Regions from separate parts of the Mus musculus genome. Here all the other regions are linked to region 7. Evidence: chromatin contacts called from public Hi-C, HiCAR-type and promoter capture Hi-C data. All regions are on one chromosome and are shown on one strand. Each heading gives the region's core, a stretch centred on a gene start, on an enhancer-like site or on the middle of the called end of the contact. The rest is flanking DNA. Distances are from core to core; before and after follow the strand shown.

What was found. Promoter capture Hi-C pulls out the DNA fragments that hold promoters and counts their contacts. Hi-C and Micro-C count contacts between places; a contact is called where the count stands out from the background. HiCAR-type assays count read pairs that join an accessible place to other places. Capture Hi-C pulls out chosen DNA fragments and counts their contacts.
Region 1: a promoter capture Hi-C map of neutrophils shows a contact between it and region 7, with 4 times the contacts expected there. The contact joins the promoter of Ppp4r3b here to the promoter of Cpeb4 in region 7. A contact is called at or near these places in 5 of 39 promoter capture datasets (3T3-L1-derived adipocytes, liver, neutrophils and 1 more), 1 of 115 datasets of contacts at active chromatin or transcription factors (astrocytes) and 2 of 9 other capture datasets (adipose tissue and liver).
Region 2: a Hi-C map of B cells shows a contact between it and region 7, with 5 read pairs. The contact joins the promoter of Prorsd1 here to the promoter of Cpeb4 in region 7. A contact is called at or near these places in 1 of 39 promoter capture datasets (pre-B cells), 1 of 484 Hi-C or Micro-C datasets (B cells) and 1 of 9 other capture datasets (liver).
Region 3: a contact with region 7 is called in a promoter capture Hi-C map of liver, with 6 times the contacts expected there. The contact joins the promoter of Clhc1 here to the promoter of Cpeb4 in region 7. A contact is called at or near these places in 2 of 39 promoter capture datasets (cranial neural crest and pre-B cells), 1 of 484 Hi-C or Micro-C datasets (pre-B cells), 1 of 115 datasets of contacts at active chromatin or transcription factors (astrocytes) and 1 of 9 other capture datasets (liver).
Region 4: a promoter capture Hi-C map of liver shows a contact between it and region 7, with 5 times the contacts expected there. The contact joins the promoter of Pnpt1 here to the promoter of Cpeb4 in region 7. A contact is called at or near these places in 2 of 39 promoter capture datasets (the C10 cell line and pre-B cells) and 2 of 9 other capture datasets (adipose tissue and liver).
Region 5: a contact with region 7 is called in a HiCAR-type map of astrocytes, with 4 times the contacts expected there. The contact joins the promoter of Ccdc88a here to the promoter of Cpeb4 in region 7. A contact is called at or near these places in 1 of 39 promoter capture datasets (pre-B cells) and 1 of 115 datasets of contacts at active chromatin or transcription factors (astrocytes).
Region 6: a contact with region 7 is called in a promoter capture Hi-C map of pre-B cells. The contact joins the promoter of Cfap36 here to the promoter of Cpeb4 in region 7. A contact is called at or near these places in 3 of 39 promoter capture datasets (the C10 cell line, liver and pre-B cells).

The regions. Positions count from the first base shown.
Region 1 is chr11:29,171,608-29,174,307 of GRCm38.p6, forward strand. It overlaps Ppp4r3b (protein phosphatase 4 regulatory subunit 3B), which reads left to right and starts at 1,369. Exons shown (of 16, transcript NM_134034.3): 1 at 1,369-1,840. The coding sequence starts at 1,699.
Region 2 is chr11:29,513,723-29,516,422 of GRCm38.p6, forward strand. Prorsd1 (prolyl-tRNA synthetase domain containing 1) reads right to left here and starts at 1,311. Exons shown (of 2, transcript NM_026465.3): 1 at 1,195-1,311. The coding sequence starts at 1,278.
Region 3 is chr11:29,546,518-29,549,217 of GRCm38.p6, forward strand. Clhc1 (clathrin heavy chain linker domain containing 1) reads left to right here and starts at 1,433. Exons shown (of 12, transcript NM_028504.1): 1 at 1,433-1,623. It overlaps Rps27a (ribosomal protein S27A), which reads right to left and starts at 1,523. Exons shown (of 6, transcript NM_024277.2): 1 at 1,324-1,523; 2 at 1,164-1,228; 3 at 689-743; 4 at 186-271. The coding sequence starts at 1,211.
Region 4 is chr11:29,129,435-29,132,134 of GRCm38.p6, forward strand. Pnpt1 (polyribonucleotide nucleotidyltransferase 1) reads left to right here and starts at 1,310. Exons shown (of 28, transcript NM_027869.2): 1 at 1,310-1,484. The coding sequence starts at 1,324.
Region 5 is chr11:29,372,297-29,374,996 of GRCm38.p6, forward strand. It overlaps Ccdc88a (coiled coil domain containing 88A), which reads left to right and starts at 1,362. Exons shown (of 31, transcript NM_001363368.1): 1 at 1,362-2,114; 2 at 2,211-2,311. The coding sequence starts at 2,052.
Region 6 is chr11:29,245,998-29,248,697 of GRCm38.p6, forward strand. Cfap36 (cilia and flagella associated protein 36) reads right to left here and starts at 1,275. Exons shown (of 10, transcript NM_025740.3): 1 at 1,018-1,275. The coding sequence starts at 1,132.
Region 7 is chr11:31,869,516-31,872,215 of GRCm38.p6, forward strand. It overlaps Cpeb4 (cytoplasmic polyadenylation element binding protein 4), which reads left to right and starts at 1,425. Exons shown (of 10, transcript NM_026252.4): 1 at 1,425-2,700.

The sequences.
Region 1 (2,700 bases), core at 119-2,618, 2.7 Mb before region 7:
ATGAAAAGGATGCTTAGACAAATCCTTGGGTGTCCTCTAACATTGGGCTAAAACACTGACTCTGGAAAGCTTTCTATGGCCTTCCCCAAACAAGTCATATTTTCCCTGGTTCAAAGTACATTTTGTCCATATCAGTCACAGATTATCAGGGACTTATGTATAGTGATTCACGTCCTTTTATCATAGGCAGAATCCTGTTACATACCATAGGCTGCAATTTCCATATGCAGTCGTTACAGGCAAATGACAGCAGACCAGGCTAATTTTCTTGGTCCCTCATACATTTAAAGAATCGCAATGATAGTTCAAATTTTGAAATCCTTTTCAATCAAGCGACTATGTACATAAGACACCCTTTTAAACATGAGTTGCCGCCTAACCTCGTCAAATCATAAGCACACTTTGACAAGCATGGTGATGACTACAACTCCCGAAATACACCGCGGGATCAACATGTGCACCTGCCCCGTGTTCACCTTTCAGGTTAGAGCCAAGAGTTGAGGGACCATATAAGAGAACGGAGAGGCGGCAGAACTACGCTGGGAGCGGATGCCTTCGGGCGAGCGTCACGCTCTGAGCGACGTTAACTTCACGCTGGAAACCGTTCTTGCGGCACATGAAGCTGAGAGCTCCCCGAGGATTGTGAGGCTGTACGCCTGTGCTTGCCTCGTCGCTGCCGCCGGTCTCTCTGAACCTTTTAATGGTCCGTGGTACCCGGCTAACGGAAGAACGCTTCGGCGGGAAATAGGAACTGTCAACGCGTTTGTGGAACATTAGATCGCCCACTGCTCATCGTGGCCATGGAACACCTTCCCGGCAGAAGCCTCGCAGATTCTATAACGGATTTTAGTGGGTGAAGGCTCGACCTCCCATCGTCTTCACGAATGACTCGAACACCCTCACCCCGTCTCAGTCCTTTTCGGGCTGTCAGCCTGAGTCCCTACACTTGGCTTCACTCTAGTCCTGTGCACGCATTCGGACTTCTCAGCCTGGCTCTGTTCTGCTGAGAGCAAGTCCAGAGTTGACAACCCGCCACATGACCAACATCAGCCCTACAAATCCCGAAGAACAACTCGGCAACTCCATCGCCAAGGCAACCTTCTACACACGCTTCCTCCCGGCGCAGGTAGAAAAGCTCGCGGGACTTCCCCGCCCAACTGAGATTCCCGAATCAGGAAGCGGGGCCGAAAGAGGAGGAAGTCCCTCCTTGGCCGGCTCACCTCGGCGGCGCACTCCTCGCGAGATCGCCGAGGTCTGACTCTCCGGAAGTGTGTTCGGAGGTAAAGGTACTGTGCGTTGGGCTCGTCGGCCGCCGTAGCCCCTGCTAGGGCAGCCCGTACGAACCTGCTGGAAGAGGAAGAGAAAGGCAGAGAGTCGGGTTACAAGATGGCGGATCTGTAGTAGTAACCGCGGCGGGCGGCGGCAGCGGGAGAGCGAGCGAGCTCCGGGACGCAAAAGGAAGGGAGAGTGGTTGTGCGCCGCGGTGAAGGGAGGGGTAGCGGAGACCACGAGCGGAGGGCTCTCGGTGGCTCTGGTCACCCCTTCTCGCGGCTAAACCTTTAGAGCCATGGTAAACTCGGGCCTCTCCAGAGTCGCTGCCACCACCGCCGCTGCCGCCACTACCGGCTCTCAAGAGTGAGGGATACCGGCGAGGTGAGCGAGGAGGTGGCGGCTGGAACGGTGGGGCCAGAAGCCACCATGTCGGATACACGGAGGCGAGTGAAGGTCTATACCCTTAACGAAGACCGGCAATGGGACGACCGAGGCACCGGGCACGTCTCCTCCACTTACGTAGAGGAGCTCAAGGGGATGTCGCTGCTGGTTCGTGCCGAGTCCGACGGTAAGGGTATTGGAACGGTGGGGTAGGGGATAGTGCATCGGTTGCGGCACAACCTGAGGGTTAAGCGCTGCGCTCCGGTACTGTATTCTGACTAGCACCACTAGGGACAGCGCATTGGTCTTGAGCCTGCCCTTCTTTACGATAAAAACAAACTGCTGGGCCTGGATTTACTCTCTGTCAGACGTGAACTCGCAGTTCTCCGCCTCCATCCCTATTGAGGATTTGACTCCTTCTCCCCCCCCCCCCACCCCCCCATCCCAACCCGGTAGTTGAGGTTTAGAATGTATGAGTGGGAAGTCAGTAGAAGACCAGGTAGGAATATCGCCCATGAGATGACCCCCGACTCCCGAGCCGCTTTAGGTACAGTCCTGTCGGTTGTACCTATGTAGCATAAAAGGTTTAGAGAAACTCTGCCTTAAAAACAAGTTTCAGTTGTTCCAATCGCCAGGTGCTGGGGAAAACTAAAACGGACTTTCTCTTGGAGTTACTACAGACTGTTGCCACGAAACACACAAGCACGTACATATTTATTGATTGATCCCTCCAAGGCTGCCGTTGTAGGGAGTGAAAAAGTGGGTTCCACAATCTCGGCAAGTTAGAAAACTAAAGCGGACTGTGAAGTTGTATTTGTTGATTGCAGAATTCATAGAAACCATTTTAATATTAAAAACTGACAGCCATAATAAAAAAGCTACTACTTATATATACTCAAGAGCTGCCCAACTGGAACAGCTAATGCATTCAAGAAATAAAAGAATAGCAATCTTAGATCATTTTGGGCAAATGTTGTACTAGTGCAGAGTCCCTCATTAGGAGTTAAGAGGCATTTATTTCTACATTATGAAGAGGAGGGTTTGTCA
Region 2 (2,700 bases), core at 61-2,560, 2.4 Mb before region 7:
TATCCACGGTTGTACATATTTTTCATGGTGGATGCTCTGAATTTAACTGGTATTCGTTATAAATGTTTTGATAGGGGTTGGGCCTTTTGGTGCTGAGGATAGGACCCAGAGTGCTATGCTTGCTAGGCAGGCACAATATCTCTGAACTAAAAACCTCAGCCTCCAAATACTTTAAAGGCCTGGTACCTGGAGTACTGGTACTTAGAGCTGAGGCCGAGATCAAGAATTCAAGAGTGCAGCAAAATCCTGGTTGGGGTTCAGGGGGAGCCTTAATCATCACAGTTGCAGACCTCAAGACCTCAGTTTTTGTTGGGCCAGTTTTCTATCCCAGTGGCTAACAAAGCCATCAGGTGCCTGAGACGCTTATAACTTTTGAACTTTGGCGTAAAATTTGATGACAGTCCTTAATATTTATCTCCAGAGTCCCAGACATTCACTACAAGGGCATCGATGAAGAACATAAGACCCCAGGTTAGTACATAAAGAACATTTTTTTAATGTTACAAGTACCAGTACTCCAGGGCCTTAAAGTATTTGGAGGCTGGGAATGTACACAGAATGTGACCTTTGTAAAAATGGGAAATAGTAAATATTAAGACAGGTGTTTTCTATCATAAAATGTGTCGTGCAAGCCTTACCAACCCTCATAATAGTTTCCACAAAAATTGTACATCTCCAGTGTAGGTCATGTTAAAATTAAGGTACGTACTTTTGTTTGTGGCACAAGCGGGAGCGGGCCAAAAGAGGAACTGTAGTTTTAAACAGCTCTCAGTGTGAGTGCTGAAATAAATTCGTGTCATCTGCAAGAGAAGTACGTGCTCTTAACCGCGAAAACAATTCTCCAGACTCAGGGGTTATATACTTTTTGTAATTATTTGGGAAATGATCCTTGCCGTGCTGCAGTGGTAACGACTGTCCAAAGAAGTAAAAAACCAAGCCACCTCAATGGCCTGCTGTGCCTTTGGTACCAGATACAGCCTAGGCGATTCTATAGGGTTGCCACTTATGTAGTGCCTTGTTCCTTAGTTATCTACATAACGTATCAGCTATCCAACCGGCTTTTAAGTCACGTCAGTCATCCCAGGACAAGTTTCCTCACGGTTGCCGCAGTTTTAAATAAACTTATAAGCCTCTGCTTGGACCCAATAAACACTCGCCCGAAGACCCTCTGCCTTCCTGGGGCCGCAGTCTCACCTCGGGATGCTCCACGACCTCCGTGCGAATGGCGAGGGCGCCGAGCCTCTGTTCTAACTCAGCCCGCAGCTCCGAGCCTGCCATTTTCCCCTCTACGTGGGCAGGCTTACCGGAAGTGCCACGGCTTCGGGGGCGTGGTGATGGCTGCTTGCTCCGCCCTGGCATGGCTCTGTGGCCTGACCCATCTTTGGGCCGCCGAGAGCGCTTAGCCACACCCCCAACCACCTGAGCCTCCAGTGCCGGGGTCGGAAAGCTCCGGGTTCCATTGCTCGGCCGCGGCAATGTGGCTTCATGCCTCAACAACTGTAGCTTGTGACTTCCGTCTTTCCGTTCTTTTAAATTTTATGTGTTATGGGCGTTAGTTACCGGCTTGCATGGTTGTGCACCACGTGTGAGCAGTGCCTGAGGAGGCTGAAAGAAGGTGTTCAATTTACTAGAACTGGAGTGATGGTGAGTCATGTAGGTGCTAGGAACCGAACTCGGTCCTCTGGAAGACCAGCCATCACTCCCGCATATTATGATATTAGAAAACGGTACTGCGGGTGTGGTGGCGCACTCCTTTAACCCAGCACTTGGGAGGCAGAGGCAGGCGGATTTCTGAGTTCGAGGCCAGCCTGGTCTACAGAGTGAGTTCCAGGACAGCAAGGGCTATACAGAGAAACCCTGTCTCGAAAAAAAAGAAAAAAGAAAAGAAAGGAAGAAAACAGTACTGCGACGAATTACAGTGGTCGTTATGATACTTATGGCCTGGAATTTGCAACCATGGTGGGACCACTTACTTTGAATAAGGTTCAAATTCCACATTAGTATTTCACTTAAACTTTGAAATTAAGGCTCACATGCAACATGAAACACTGATACACTCAGAGATGTTTAATATAAATTAATTGTATTTATTTGGGAGTGAAGATCTGAAAAAGAACCCCTCTTAAGACACAGATGGTATGCTTTTTCTCTCCCTCGGTGACACAAATAGAGCCAGATTAGAACATATTACATGTAGATAAAGGCAGGTTTACTAGGAGGCAGCTTTTGGGCGGGCTCATCAATCTCACATGTGGAAGTCAGTGAAGTCACTCATCTGGTCTTAAGAGGGTTTCACAGAGTTTTGGCAAGGAATGATGCCGTGCTAGCTAGGAGCTGGGATAGTGTCCATACATGGTCAAAAACTGAGCCCCTAAGCAGACACTCTTGGGTGAGTTACCATAAACACACCACATTAGCCAGGAGCTTTCTCTGCCTGTGCAGTAGAAGAAGGAGGGCAGACTGGAAAACAGGGATTTGTTCCAGCCTATGATTTACTCAGTATTGGAAGAAACTACAAAAGAGTAAGTCAGAGTTGTGTTTACAGTTTCACTCTGAACTCAGGATTTCAAAATTTTAAAACTTTTTAGTTTAACCTTTTTTTAAAAATGATTTATTGCCCGGCGGTGGTGGCGTATGCCTTTAATCCCAGCACTTGGGAGGCAGAGGCAGGTGGATTTCTGAGTTCAAGGCCAGCCTGGT
Region 3 (2,700 bases), core at 183-2,682, 2.3 Mb before region 7:
ACTAGGAATTTTAAGGAGGCTCAGGAATCCAGTTCAAGTTGGCCCTGAGCTACAGGAGACTGCTCTCTACAAAAAGGGTCAACCAACCATCGCATATTTTAAAATCATGGAACAGCTACAGTGCTCAGCAAGTGTTAGTGGATTCAATATCATCCCTTTTTCTGCATGTTTTCCCTCAAACAAACCTTTTGAATGTTGTAGTCAGACAAAGTCCGGCCATCTTCCAGCTGCTTACCAGCAAAGATCAGCCTCTGCTGATCAGGAGGAATTCCTATTAGAGGAAAAAATACTGGGCTTAATAGAACAAGGTACATTCCCCATTGTTGTGAATCAAATGATTGCTAACAGTGGTCACAGACTTAGATGCAACTTTTTCCAAGAGTAAAAGCCCTGGAACTTTCTCTGTAACCAGGCTGCCTCTACCTCCTTAGTGTTGAGATTAAAGTGTGGACTGGGCCATTGCCCAGCCTGAGCATTTTATCGTCTTTGTGACTCAGTAAACAGTTCTAGATTAACTTTTAAAAGATTTGTCCTGCAGAGTTTCCAGTTAATCAGATAGCCTGACACTAATGTCAGGAATATTTTACTTTCAAAAGCATCTAAATTTATTAATCTGTTTTCTACCTTAAGAACAAACGTGTCTAGGTCACACAAGCCAGTCATTTTTCTAGTGACAAACTTTACTTGCCTTCCTTATCCTGGATCTTGGCCTTTACATTTTCTATAGTGTCCGAGGGTTCAACCTGCCAAGTTTTGATATATGTAGTTAATATACGGTTACATAGTAAGTCATTAACTGCTAGCTTTATACAAAACGAGCAAGGAGGAGGTGAGCTAAAGGTAATCAATTAAGATGACACCGCGTGCAAACTACCCAGAGTGCTACAATCCAAATTAGTCCCCATACCAGGGCGAGCGACGGCGGGGGAAGCACAGGAACGCGTCTGCCCGGAGAAAAGCGTCTCCCATCACCTACCCTACATTTCGCCACTCGGGATAAAGCAGGCTAAACCGTACCACACCGAAAACCAAACGTTGTTTTTGCTAAGCACCATAATCTCAGCTCAAAGCCAAGTTTCACAACTCAAAACTCAGAAACCCGCCCTCAAACACTAAGGGCCTCAGTCAGGCCTTGGCTTCCTCAACGGCAAGGTGGCCCGTACCTCGAGCGTGATGGTTTTCCCCGTAAGGGTCTTCACAAAGATCTGCATCGTGGCGGCGGCTCCACCTGCATTCGAAAAGAGACGGATTAGATCCGACGACACCCGTGAGAGCGACGCGTAGCGCCACTAGCCAGAGCGCGGCCACAGAGCATACACTCACCCACGATGGCGGATCGGAAAGGAAGATCCGAGCGTGGCCGACGGGGTCTCCTGGCCGAAGGACCCGCCCCTTAGGCGGCCACACACGTGCCTGCGCGCTGCAGCGGAATCGCGGCTGTCTAACGCAGTGCCAGATTTGCTCGTTCGCTCGGTTTCTTTACGCTCTTTTCTCGGTTTACCTCAGAATGGCCTCGAAATGATGTGCTCAACTAAAAAAAATGCCTCAAAAGGCTTTCTTATACAGCCGATGCGATTAAGAGAGGCTTTCCTTTAAAGGGGGCTTGTGAAACATAAGAGAGAGGTAAAACAAGTCTATCTGGGAATTGTAGTTTTACACTGCTTTCTTCTTGTTAGAACTACTTGTCCCAGGATGCATTTCCACACTTCCCGGATACCTGATTACACTGTCTAAGCTGTGGAGTGAGGGTTAGGAGAGAGTCAGGTGAGGACTCAGGGGATGAGGCACTATGATTTGCGCGTGGGTGGGGACTCTCTGGAAATGCCCCGGAGGGAAGGCTTAAGGGCTAGAAAGGCATTTGGGGGCTGAAGGTGTCTGTCACACCGTAGTGAGCTAGCCACATCTAAGGTATAGTCGAAGTCTTTCTAAGTGCAGGTTTCTGCCCCTCCCGGTAGTCCCTTCCGCTACCCTTCATCCGATCGGAAGAAGCTTTTGAGCGTCACGCGCCTCCCTAGTATGAAACGGTTAAATGTATTGGAATTTTCATCTTTTCACGTTTTAAAAAACATACGATAAGAAAATCTGCAGAATGTTTAGTTTTCGACTATAAGTTTAAATGTGGAGCGTGTCCATCCTGGAGAAAATAGGAGCATGTGCCCTCGGGGAAACTTGAAGCTGTTAAAAGCTGGTGCCTTCTCTCAGTCCCTTCTCCACCTCACAAACCCAGTGCCCTTTCTAATGCACCCTCTCAATGTCTTTTCACCCTATCCGTAAGCGTAGGCGTGCTCCGTTTTCTTACAACGAGGATCCGTAACTCCCTAATAATCTCTGTTTGCTCTTTCCTCATTTTAATATACTAGCTCTGCTGCCTCCAAATTACACATTTTGAAAAGTAAAAATGTAGGGCTAGGAGATGACACAGTAGCTAATATTCGATATGCAGAACCCTGGGTTGGAACTCAAGCACCCACTTTTTAAAAAGGTTGGTGTGCTTGGTGGAGTCTGTGACATGGTAGGCCAGCAGAGACAGGAGACTCCCTGGACCTCATTGGCCAGCAGGTTCAATGAGAGATGGGGGCCGACGACCCTACACCCACACATGACATACATATTTCTTAAAATAAGATGGGGCTTCCAGATGGCTCCATCAGTAAAGAAAATTTACATCTGCTCTAGATCTGATCAACCTTGAGATTCAAT
Region 4 (2,700 bases), core at 60-2,559, 2.7 Mb before region 7:
GGGAGATGTTGGGAGCCGCCCCCACATTCGCCGTTACAAGATGGCGCTGACATCCTGTGTTCTAAGTGGTAAACAAATAATCTGCGCATGTGCCAAGGGTATCTTATGACTACTTGTGCTCTGCCTTCCCCGTGACGTCAACTCGGCCGATGGGCTGCAGCCAATCAAGGAGTGACACGTCCGAGGCGAAGGAGAATGCTCCTTAAGAGGGACGGGGTTTTCGTTTTCTCTCTCTCTTGCTTCTTGCTCTCTTTTCCTGAAGATGTAAGAATAAAGCTTTGCCGCAGAAGATTCTGGTCTGTGGTGTTCTTCCTGGCCGGTCGTGAGAACGCGTCGAATAACATCAATGCTTTTATTTCCTTTTGATTTATGACTCAAAATTACTACTATTCTAATTATTTTAGAGTGACATTAGGAAACATAGACTCCTTCCCATTTTAATATACCTCTCCAAAACTTACAACTGAATGAATGGTAAATTATTCAAGGGGTTCTCAAAAAAAAAAGTTTTTTCTTGTTTTTTGTTTTGTTTTGTTTTGCTTTGCTTTGTTATGTTTGTGTCTAAGTGTGTGCGAGTTTGCATGTGTGTGGATACACCAGTGTGTGCAGGTGACTGGGCGTGTGTGCCTGTGTGCGCGTGCGCGTGTGTGTATATATATATATATATATATATATATGTGTGTGTGTGTGTGTGTGTGTGTGTGTACGTTAAGAATGTGTGGAAGCCAGAGGTTAAAGTACGGTGTCTTGCTTGATAGCGCTCTACTTATTTTTTGAGGTAGGGTCCCTTGCTGAACCTGGAGCCCTCAGGCAAGTCTAACAAGCCAGGATGATTCATGGATTCATTCTCAGCCTCTGAACGTTGGAATTACAGGTGGCCTTCCATAGACACAAACCTAGATCTTTAGGTAAGAACCAAATAATCGTGAGTTGTTCAGTATTTATTTACTGTTACATTTATTAAACACATTGTTCTAAGACTTTCTTTCAAACCGTGATAACACTAGCGCGCGCGCGCACACACACACACACACACACACACACACACACACACACACACGGCGCGGGAAGTATTAAAGGGCTTTCTTTAAATCTATACATTTTTTTTAAGGTAGTACTTATTTTTCACCGATAAGGGTGGGGGAATAAAAGCTGACTGAAAGAAACGCATTCTGGTGGTTTGACTCTGGCAATTACAGAAAGCCTGCAAGGATTGCTTTCCCGGCAGTTTGCAGGCTCCACGGAAACGAAACTGCGTCCGACTCCGCCCACAGGAGTGCTGGCCAATGAGGCGCTGCCCAGGCCTTCCACGCTCTGGGTGTCATGGCGGCCTGCAGGCTGTGCTGCTTGTGCCCGTGCCTCCGACCGCTGGGCTGCGGCCCCCTCGGCCGGCCCGGGCGGAATCGGGCACTCAGCTATTTGCAGATGCGAGCGTTGTGGAGCAGCACCGGATCCAGAGCGGTGACTGTAGACCTGGGACACAGGTGAGAAACGGTGTGAGTTCGCGGTTTTCACGCGGCGTCTGTCTTGTCCATTCAGCCCCAGAAGTCAAATCCCCCCCAGGGTAGGAATCAAGCAGCCTAAGTCTCTTAAGTTCTCTACTCCAAACCTAAGGTCGAGATTTCCTTTTTCCGGATTTAAAGTCTGTCTCCCTTTCCCAAGCTGGCCGCTGCCTTTTGCCTCTTCATCTTCCTCCTAGCCCTGCGGTGAACTTCCTGAGTCCTATTGCCTGTGCCCCAGACATCCTTTCTCTATTTTCCGAGACCTCGAGCTCTGAAGTAGGAAACCCTAGGTAATGCGTTATCGTTCCGTGCCCCAGGTCCACTGATGGCCGGTGTGAGCCGGAGATGAATGCCAGTTATAAGATGCACATAGTCCTGTTAAACCTGTAGTGAAAGTACAGTTACCATCCAACAAAAGGTCAAAAAGGCAAATTTCTCAGTTAACAAGACACACGGCGGGGGTGTATATGTGGATATTTTAAATAATAGGTTTTTTTAAAGCTTTTCCCTAAAGCTCTACTTTTTGTGGCAGGCCGCTGCCCCGTGTCCTCCCTTGGCATCCGATTACTCTTCCCATCACTGTGTTCTGCTTGTTCATTCTATCAATCTTCTTGTTTATGTTCATAGAGTATTTAGGTAGGCATTCACTCACATGGTTTGGCATATAGAAACTTCAGAACTCTTCCATTTATTCCCAAATGCCTACTTCCAAACCCCAGAGGCTAGCTATGCTATGGGTCCACTATGTATTTGGAGGTATTTTATACAATATAATATTGAAAAGTAAATTGTTATGAGACAAAGTAAACAACAACAACAAAACACCATAAACTTAATAGCTTTCTTGGAACAATCAAAATTACATGTAAACACCATAAACTTAATAGCTTTCTTGGAACAATCAAAATTACATGTACTCCCTACCCCCCAAAATCTTTCTGACTTTCTGCATTATTAGAATTCATTGAATAACATACTGTTTCAGTTCTGATATCGCAATTTGTCAGGTCGTTCAAATTTCCTTTGATATAATCTGGTTGTTGACAAACATGCTTTTATTCCACCATCAATTGCTAACTAATACCAACTCTCTGATTGCACATTATACTTTGTACACTAATAATATTTGTGTATTTCTATATATTTCTGTGCATATTAAAGATGCTGCATAGTTCAAAGATTTGAAAGACTTATTAGA
Region 5 (2,700 bases), core at 112-2,611, 2.5 Mb before region 7:
CAAACAGACAAACAAACAAACAAAAGAAATCCTGAAGAAATTGTGGTGTTTAATTTAGTATATGATAAAACATGTTTACTGTTACCTTAAATTATGAGAGATGGAGAGATGACTCAGTGGTTATGAGCTCTGGTTGCTGGTGCAGAGGACCAGGGTTTGATTCCTGGCATCCAGTGGCTCATGGCTGCCTCTAACCTCTGTTCCAGGGAACCTAGTGCCCTCTTCTGACCTCCACAGGAACCAGGCACATAAGTGGGGAAGAAACATACATCCAAGGCAAAAATTCATACAATCAATGAAAAATAAAACATACAAAAATAGATATCATTAAACATATGAGTAGTCAAAGAGGATAGGTACTTGTAAGCACTGTGCAAACATAAAATGCATTGTAATATCACAATACCATATTGTGTTTGGAAAAAGATGTTTTCTATTCCATCTTATCCTGGACATGCTATGGGTATGAGGAAGAATAACATTTAATTTGCTGTGGAACTGTCATATTTTGATGGGCCCTCTAGTACATAAGATAAATGATTTTTAACAAATGTTTGTCACACAACTTGGATGATTTCTAAATATTTTCTCTTGTGGCTCTCAATTTGGATTTTTTTTCCCAGTGACCAAGAAGTCAAAAAATAATGCCTGCATCATGGAAACTCCAGTCAGGAAATCCCATGTTGAAAGGCAGCTTTGGTTATTCTCGACTCTTATAAATATTTCATATATATATAATATATAAATTATATAAATATATATTATATCTATAAATATTTCATATATATATGAAAAGACGGGAAAACAAAAACAACCTCCATCCCCCCAAGATGTGCTTTTGCTTCTTGCTGCAGCTTTCCTAGGCCTTTTAGGGGGCGAGAAAGCATGTTTAACAGAGCAAATCAAAGTGTCCGAAAGAGGATGTCTGCACCCCTCGTGTTTAAAAAAAAGATGGGTTTCGTTCCTTTTCCTTCACACATGAAAGAAGGCGCTCCAGGAGGAAAGAAACCATAATTAGACATGAGCGAGCAAGCAGACAGACCCGGTTCCTCAGTCTTGCCCGGTTCCTCAGTCTCGCCCCCTACACCCTGGCATCCGTCCGGGGCGCGGACTCGACGCGGGCCCCCGCCGCAGCTGCATCGTCCGCGCGTCCACGCTCCGCCAGAATCTGGGCGGCGGCGGGCCGGCCGGGGGCGCGCTCACGCGGGAGCGCGCTCTTGCAGCGGTTTTCTTCTCCCACAATCCAGAGGTAGAGGCGCGGGAGGGCGGGGAGTCGGCGGAAGGATACTGGCGCGGAGGGAGTGGCGCGCTCGCCCGCCAGGCCGGCGGCGGGTGTGCTGCGGCACTGCGGTTCCGAGGCCGTTACCCTAGCTCCTCCAGAGGGCGGCGGAGGAGGCTGGAGCGCGGCAGCGGAGCGTCCGGGCGTCGCTGAGGCACACGGAGGCTGGCGGGGCTCCTGCAGCCGGACGGTCAGGGACACGCCTCGGTGCTCCGGACCCCGGCCAAGGCCAGGGCGCTGAAGCGAGCGCGAGGCCGCGGAGGGATGCTGAGCGCCTGGAGAGGGGCGAGCCGCGCCTGAGGCTGTGAGGTTGCGGGCAGACGCTCCCAGCTCTCGGCGCCCGTGCCCACTGGCGGCCGGAACGCCCAGAACCGCTCGCCCAGGTCCAGCCCGGCCCCCTCGGCCCCCACGTTGGGCTTGAGTTCTTGGCGGCCGCTGCGCTGGCCGGCTCCCCCCGGGAGCGGGGCAACCTTGACGGGCTTTTTGTCTCGTGCCCCGGCCGCTCTCCGCGTCCTCCTCCTCCAGATGCCTTTTTTCTGCCCCTCCTCACCGGGTGCAGACTGCCAGCATCGGCTGCGGCTCAGCGCGGGATTCGGGCTCGTTTCCCCGGGGGGGCTAAGGAGGGACAGCTCTTCCCCTTCTTCGATGGGATTTTCCTCTCCTGCCGGAATGAACTTTCATTGATTCCGTCTTCTACATTTACTGACCAATTCCCTGGGCGTATTTGTGGTACTTCCTCCCCCCGCCCCCTCCTGAATATATAATCTGTAAAATGGAGAACGAAATCTTCACTCCCCTTCTGGAGCAGTTCATGACCAGCCCCTTGGTCACTTGGGTAAGGAAGATGTCCTTTATGGTATATTTGGCCGTGTTATTTGTGGCTGCAGAGATGGAGGTGGGCGTTCACGTCGTGATAATCCTTCTGTTCTAGGTTAAAACGTTTGGACCTCTGGCTGCAGGAAATGGGACTAACCTGGATGAGTATGTGGCTTTAGTGGATGGGGTATTCTTGAACCAGGTCATGCTCCAAATGTAAGTGTCTTCTTCTTTCTTGGTAACTTATATTCTTTGAAACATTACATACTTTGAACTTAGATTTCACGACTTAATTTGGTTCTTTGGCCAGAAAAAAAAAAATCAGGTAGTTTAATTGGATCTTGGAAGGAGCGGTATTCTTATGTGCCTGCCCCATTTATCACAACCAAATAGTTATACCTGTTAAAATTGGTAAACTTTATCCGTGACTTTGCCAATTCTGTTTTGTCATTTATTGTCTTGACTGCTGAAATTCAAACTACATTGTGTCATCTTTGGTCATTTGGTAAAATGACGGAGATAGAGAAATCTTGTCTACCACAGGGAAAAGACTTAACTGAAGTTATATATGTGGAAAGATATTTATTAACCTTTTTAGTATAAGA
Region 6 (2,700 bases), core at 25-2,524, 2.6 Mb before region 7:
ACTTTAACAGTTAGAATAAAATAAAAGGTTCAGTGATCAAACAACATTCTTTCTTTACTAGATTCATAGAATTTTGGGTTTGAGAGAAGTCTTGCAAGACAATTCAGGATAAGAACCCTCTGTTAGCTGAATCTCAAACAAGCTGCATTGCAGTACAGTCACTGTCGAGTGTATGCAGATACTTCAAATGCCTGGGAACCCATTAACTTTTCAAGCAGGCCACCTCATCCTAGAAAAGTGTATAAAAGATTCCCTTCACTGAAATGTGTTCTCTGCAGCTGTGAGTCAGTATTCACTCACCCCAGCTCTATTGCACCGATCTTTACAAAAAGTCTGTCCCCCTAACCTAAGACACAAGTTCAGACGATATATATTGCTACCCTCCAAGTATTGCCTAGGCAAAAAAAAAAAAAAAAAAAAAACCAAGATAAAGGTTGGATAGGACATCGTTTGTGATTGCTTCTCTATGAACAGAGTCCAATTCGTCTTATGAACTCGGATATGAGCGTGATATGAACCGATCAGAAAGCACTGATGCTGGTCCTTCAAAAGAATGCCACATTTGTATATCTCGTTTGTTAGAAAGCTCTTCCTCCCCATCGCCTGCTTTGGTCCTGCCGGAGTAATCGAATGCCCCCCTTTGCAGATAAAATGGCCAGAGTGAATTTGTCATTTCATAGGCTGAGTCCACAGGGCGACATCTCAGGGGTCAGAAGGAACTCGAAGAAAAACGACGTTTTCCCCAAATAACTGAGGAAGATGCTGGTTACCCAAACAGTCCACTTGCGCGGGGTAGAAAGATACGGGGTGAAGTGACAGGCCGAACATGGGATTAAAGTCTAATGTCTTCAGGACAGGCGCTCGGGCAGAGTGGGTGAAAAGTCTTGGTGAGCAATTTCACGTCTGCAAACAAACGAGCCACTCGGGAAGGGATGTACGTAATTCCTTCTACAAAACTGTCCTAGGCCCGGCAGGCAGAGACAGTAATATTTGGCTTGTTCACAGTCTGGTTCTTACCTTCGCATTTCTGCTCCACAAAGTCCAAGATGGGGATAGACCAATCCGGGCCCCGCAGGAACCCAGCGATGCTCTCCACCACCCATTCCACTTCGTCCTCTTCTTCCGCAGCCATCCCGCTCGCACCCGGCGACGCGGACGCCTAGGCCGGATTCCCCCAGCCCTGTCTGGCCTTTCGGCCGCAGGAAGCGACGGAGAATGCGGGCAGCAAGGTCCCCGCAATCGCCGGGCCCCCAGGTTAGACACCACAAACCAGTTAACGTAAAATGGTCGCTATGACAACGTACGCAGCAGCCCGGAAGTGAGGCCTGAGTCCTGAGCTCCTGGAGGGGGGGGGCTGGATTAGGAACGTTTCCTATTGGCTAGAAGAGAACGGGGCAAACGATAGCCCTCCACTCATTGGCCCGTAGTTGCTAGGCTGAGAGCAGACGCGCGGGCATTGGCTACTGCGCTTAGAGACGGCGTTCGCGCTCCCGTGTGCGCGCGGCCCGTCTCAAAATGGCGTGCTGAAGGCGTGGCTTCCCTGAGGACCTCCTCCCACCTCATCCCTAGCGGTCTTCAGACCCCCTGGCCCTTGAAAACAAAATTGAGAGAAATATGCTCTGTGAGGTTTACTGATTGATTCTGCAAGCCGTTTGCTTGCTGTCTAAGGATGGGTCTAAGCTTAGTTAACAACAACTAAAATTAGGACAAGTATAAAATCAGTTAATCTCCATTTAATTAGGCTTTCATAGACAGTATTTAGAAAGTATCAAGGTTGCTCTCTTCCTACTTAAGAGCCAGAGGACTCCCAAGAATCTTATAACTAGATGTGGTGGCCTACACCTTTAATCCCAATACTCCTGATAGCCACAGGCAGACAGACCTGAGAGTCCCAGGCCCACCAAGGCTATATAATGAGAGTGGTGAGGAGCTGGAGGAGCAGACTCTACAACTTCAGTTTCATGAAAGTGGAAGTGGAGGACTCAGTGAGAACCAGAGGTGACTGTGTGTTGGGCCGACAGCACAGTACCAGGTCTGGTTGAGGGCAGGAGCTACATACAGCAAATGTTCATGGAAAGCTCAGGAGGAACTAAAGGGGTATTAGAGGCAGAGGACCCTGAAGATCTCAACGTTTCAGTGGTTCTCAACCTTCCTAATGCTGCAGCCTTTTAATACAGTTTCTCGTATTGTGGTGACACCCAACCATAGAATTATTGCATTGCTACTCCATATTGTAACTTTACAACTGTTGTAAATCTGGTGTGCAGGATTTCTGATCCGTGGCCCACAGGTTGAGAACTATTTCAATATATACTAAAGCTGTTGATAGAGGACCCAGCTCTCAAGTCAGCAATTAGTATGTTAGCTAGTTAATCTTGTCTTCTGTCCAAGAATTTCCTTATGGACGAAAAGGTCATTTCTGTGGGGATTTGTCTTGTCACCTGTCTCATCATTGAAGTCTCTGAGGACCACAAAAGCTGCTGAGCCACAAAAGTCATCAAAGGGGCTCCAGGCCCCTCCTTGCTGCCCAGCCTATGGCTCCTCAGGAGCTGTCCAAAATGGCGGTATCACAACATCTCAGCCTACAGCCATCATAAGAGCCGTAAGAGTGGTCCACAGTGGCACACTGCTTTTCTCACCTCATCGGGAGCTGCCCCTCAGGAGCTGTTCATAATGGCCACACTTTTCATGCCTCAGCCT
Region 7 (2,700 bases), core at 175-2,674:
AAATGGCATAAGAAACTAAATGATGAATTCAGATTTGAATATCAGACCTTTCAGAAAAGATTTCATTCTTGCTGCTTTTCTCTATGTATGTCTCCATTCAAGATTCCTCTCTGGTGCTTCCAATCTTCAATGTCAAATCTTTCGAGCAGTGGCTCTCAACCTTCCTAATGCTGCGACCCTTTCATACAGTTACTCGTGCTGTGGTGACCCCTCCCCACCATAAAATTACTTTTGTTGCTACTTCATAACTGTAATTTTGCTACTGTTATGAATTGTAATGTGAACATCTGTGTTTTCTGAGGGTCTTAGGCAATCCCTGTGAAAGGGTCATTGGACACCTCCCTGAAGGCATCACAACCCAGTTGTTGAGAACTACTGTTTTAAGCACTGATTTAGAGACATAAGCCACCAATGTAATATAATGCCATATAAAAGCATGAGCGGTATCGAGGGTCATGTATGCCTGTAAAAAGAGATTCCGAAGGCAGAGTAGGTAGGTTGGAGACTTACTCCTAAAACGAAATGAGAGTTTGCCAAGAGGAGACGACAAAGGCGTGGAAAAAGGCACAGAGAATACTGCCCACAGGACAATACGGAGTTTGGTCTTTATTCTCCAGGTAACGGACTGCCATTTTTAAAAAGGTATGAGCACAACAGGACCGTGACTGGAATTTCGTTTTTAGAAAAATCCCTCCGTTCTGCTTGGAAGGTGGAGTAGAAAGCTAATAGTTGGTGGCTCAGCCATGGACGCCTACAGCATCTGCATCTCAAAGGGAGGATGGGAGAGTAGGTGGTTCGGGTGGAGGAATGGAGACTGAAGGGAATCCCTCCGGAGACGTGCGTTCAGGATAAGGACTATGCAGTTCTAGGCACAGCACAGATGCCGGGAAAACCCGCCTCTCCTTCCATCCCTCGGGGGCGGAGCTCGGGCCAGAGCACGTGATGCCCGGGGCACCCACCTTTACTCAGGGCAGGCCTCTCGTTTATTCTAGGTTTCATGGGTTGCCACTTCGACCCCCAACACTTTAGCTCAGTGTTTCAGTGTGCAAGATGTCCATTCTCTTCCGAGCGTCTCTCTACGGACTTCCTAAGAAGCCTGCTTTGGGAACATAAATCGCAAAGGAATCTTTGCCCATAAAAAAGATGGCGGTGCACCGCTTGCACTGGGTGCGCAGACCCGAGGCCGACGCCGGCCCCGCTGGGCGAGGCGCAGGCGGAAGAGGCGGCTCTGAGATGACCAGAGACCTTCCTGGGTGGAGCTCTGAGGCTGGGAGGCGTGGCCTAGTCGGGATTGTGGTGTCGGATTGGTCTTCCGGCTGCTAGGCGTGGCCTCCGCAGCACCCCGCCCCTCCCTCATCGAACCGGAAGTGTCTCTCGGTCTTTCCAGCTGGTTGTCATTTCACTCGGCTCGGTCCTGAGGAGAAGGACTCAGCCGCGGCTGCGGGACCTGGGCACCGGAGGCAGTGGCGGCGGCGGCGGCGGCGGCAGCGGCGACAGCAGAGGAAGACGAGGAGGAAGAAGGAAGAAAAAGAAGAGCCAGACGGAGTCCGCAACGACGACAGCTGGGACTGCGGGACCGGGGAAAAGCGGCGGCGGCGGCGGCCCAGCAACCGTGAGGAGAAACAAAAGCCTTCTAAATTATAGTTTCCAATCAGTCTAGGGGAAAAGAGAGCGCGAGCCGAGGGGGGAGGCTTTTCTCCTGTAGAGTAACTACGGTAGCGGGGTTTTCCTTTTTGTCCATCCCCCTTCCCCCTCCCCCCGGCGGAGAATCGAACTGAGAGAACTGAACAAACCGCCCCTGGGTCCCATGAGGGAAAAAAATCCCGGAGCCGCAGAGAGGGGAAGAGGCAGAAACCGCAGGACCTTCCAGGTCGCCCCCTTGCTCCCCGCACCCCCGGGCCGCCAGCTTGCCCTTGTCCAGTCTCGCTAATCCCTCCTGATCGCGACACCCCCCAGAGGGAGAAACGGGTGTTTCCAACCCCTTTCATGGGGGAAAGGAGGCCGAGGGGAGCCCAAGAACAGCAAACGCAGCAAGATCTGCACCCGGAGCCCAAGGAACAGCCCCAGAGGCCCACACTGCACCCTACAAAAGAACAGAAACAGGACCAGGAACAGCAGAAATCTCCCTGCAATCATCTTTCCTTTAGTCAAGGCTGATTTCCTCTTTGGCAACCAGAAATTCACCTCCCGCCCCAGATAACCTAATATAATCTATCTATATATAAATATATAATATATAATGTTCTTAAATTATTCCTGATTTTTTTAACCAAGCTGCCAAGAAAAGAACGTATTCACCCCTTAATCCTATTCTAATTTTTATGTGAATCTAAACTGCTGAGGAAGACCATATGTGATTGTTAAATTTTATATATATATATTTTTACTCCGCACAATGCTTATTCTTCTATATCCATAGATGCTTGAGAAGCTGTGTTTTTGTCATTCATGAACATTTTCCTTTGGAAAAAGAAAGCGCCTATTTTACTAACCAAAGACTTGATTTTTACCTTTTTCCTTTTTTATTCCTTCCTTGAAATAAGCCCAATTGGATTCATATCAATATTTTAAGAGGTTTTTTTTTTTAGGTTCTTTTCCATTCAGAGAGACCAGAATTCCAAATCAGAGATACGTAGGGTGATAAGCTGTGATCTTTGAGTTAGCTATAAATAAGATACTTCAAGCAAACATATTTGAGAT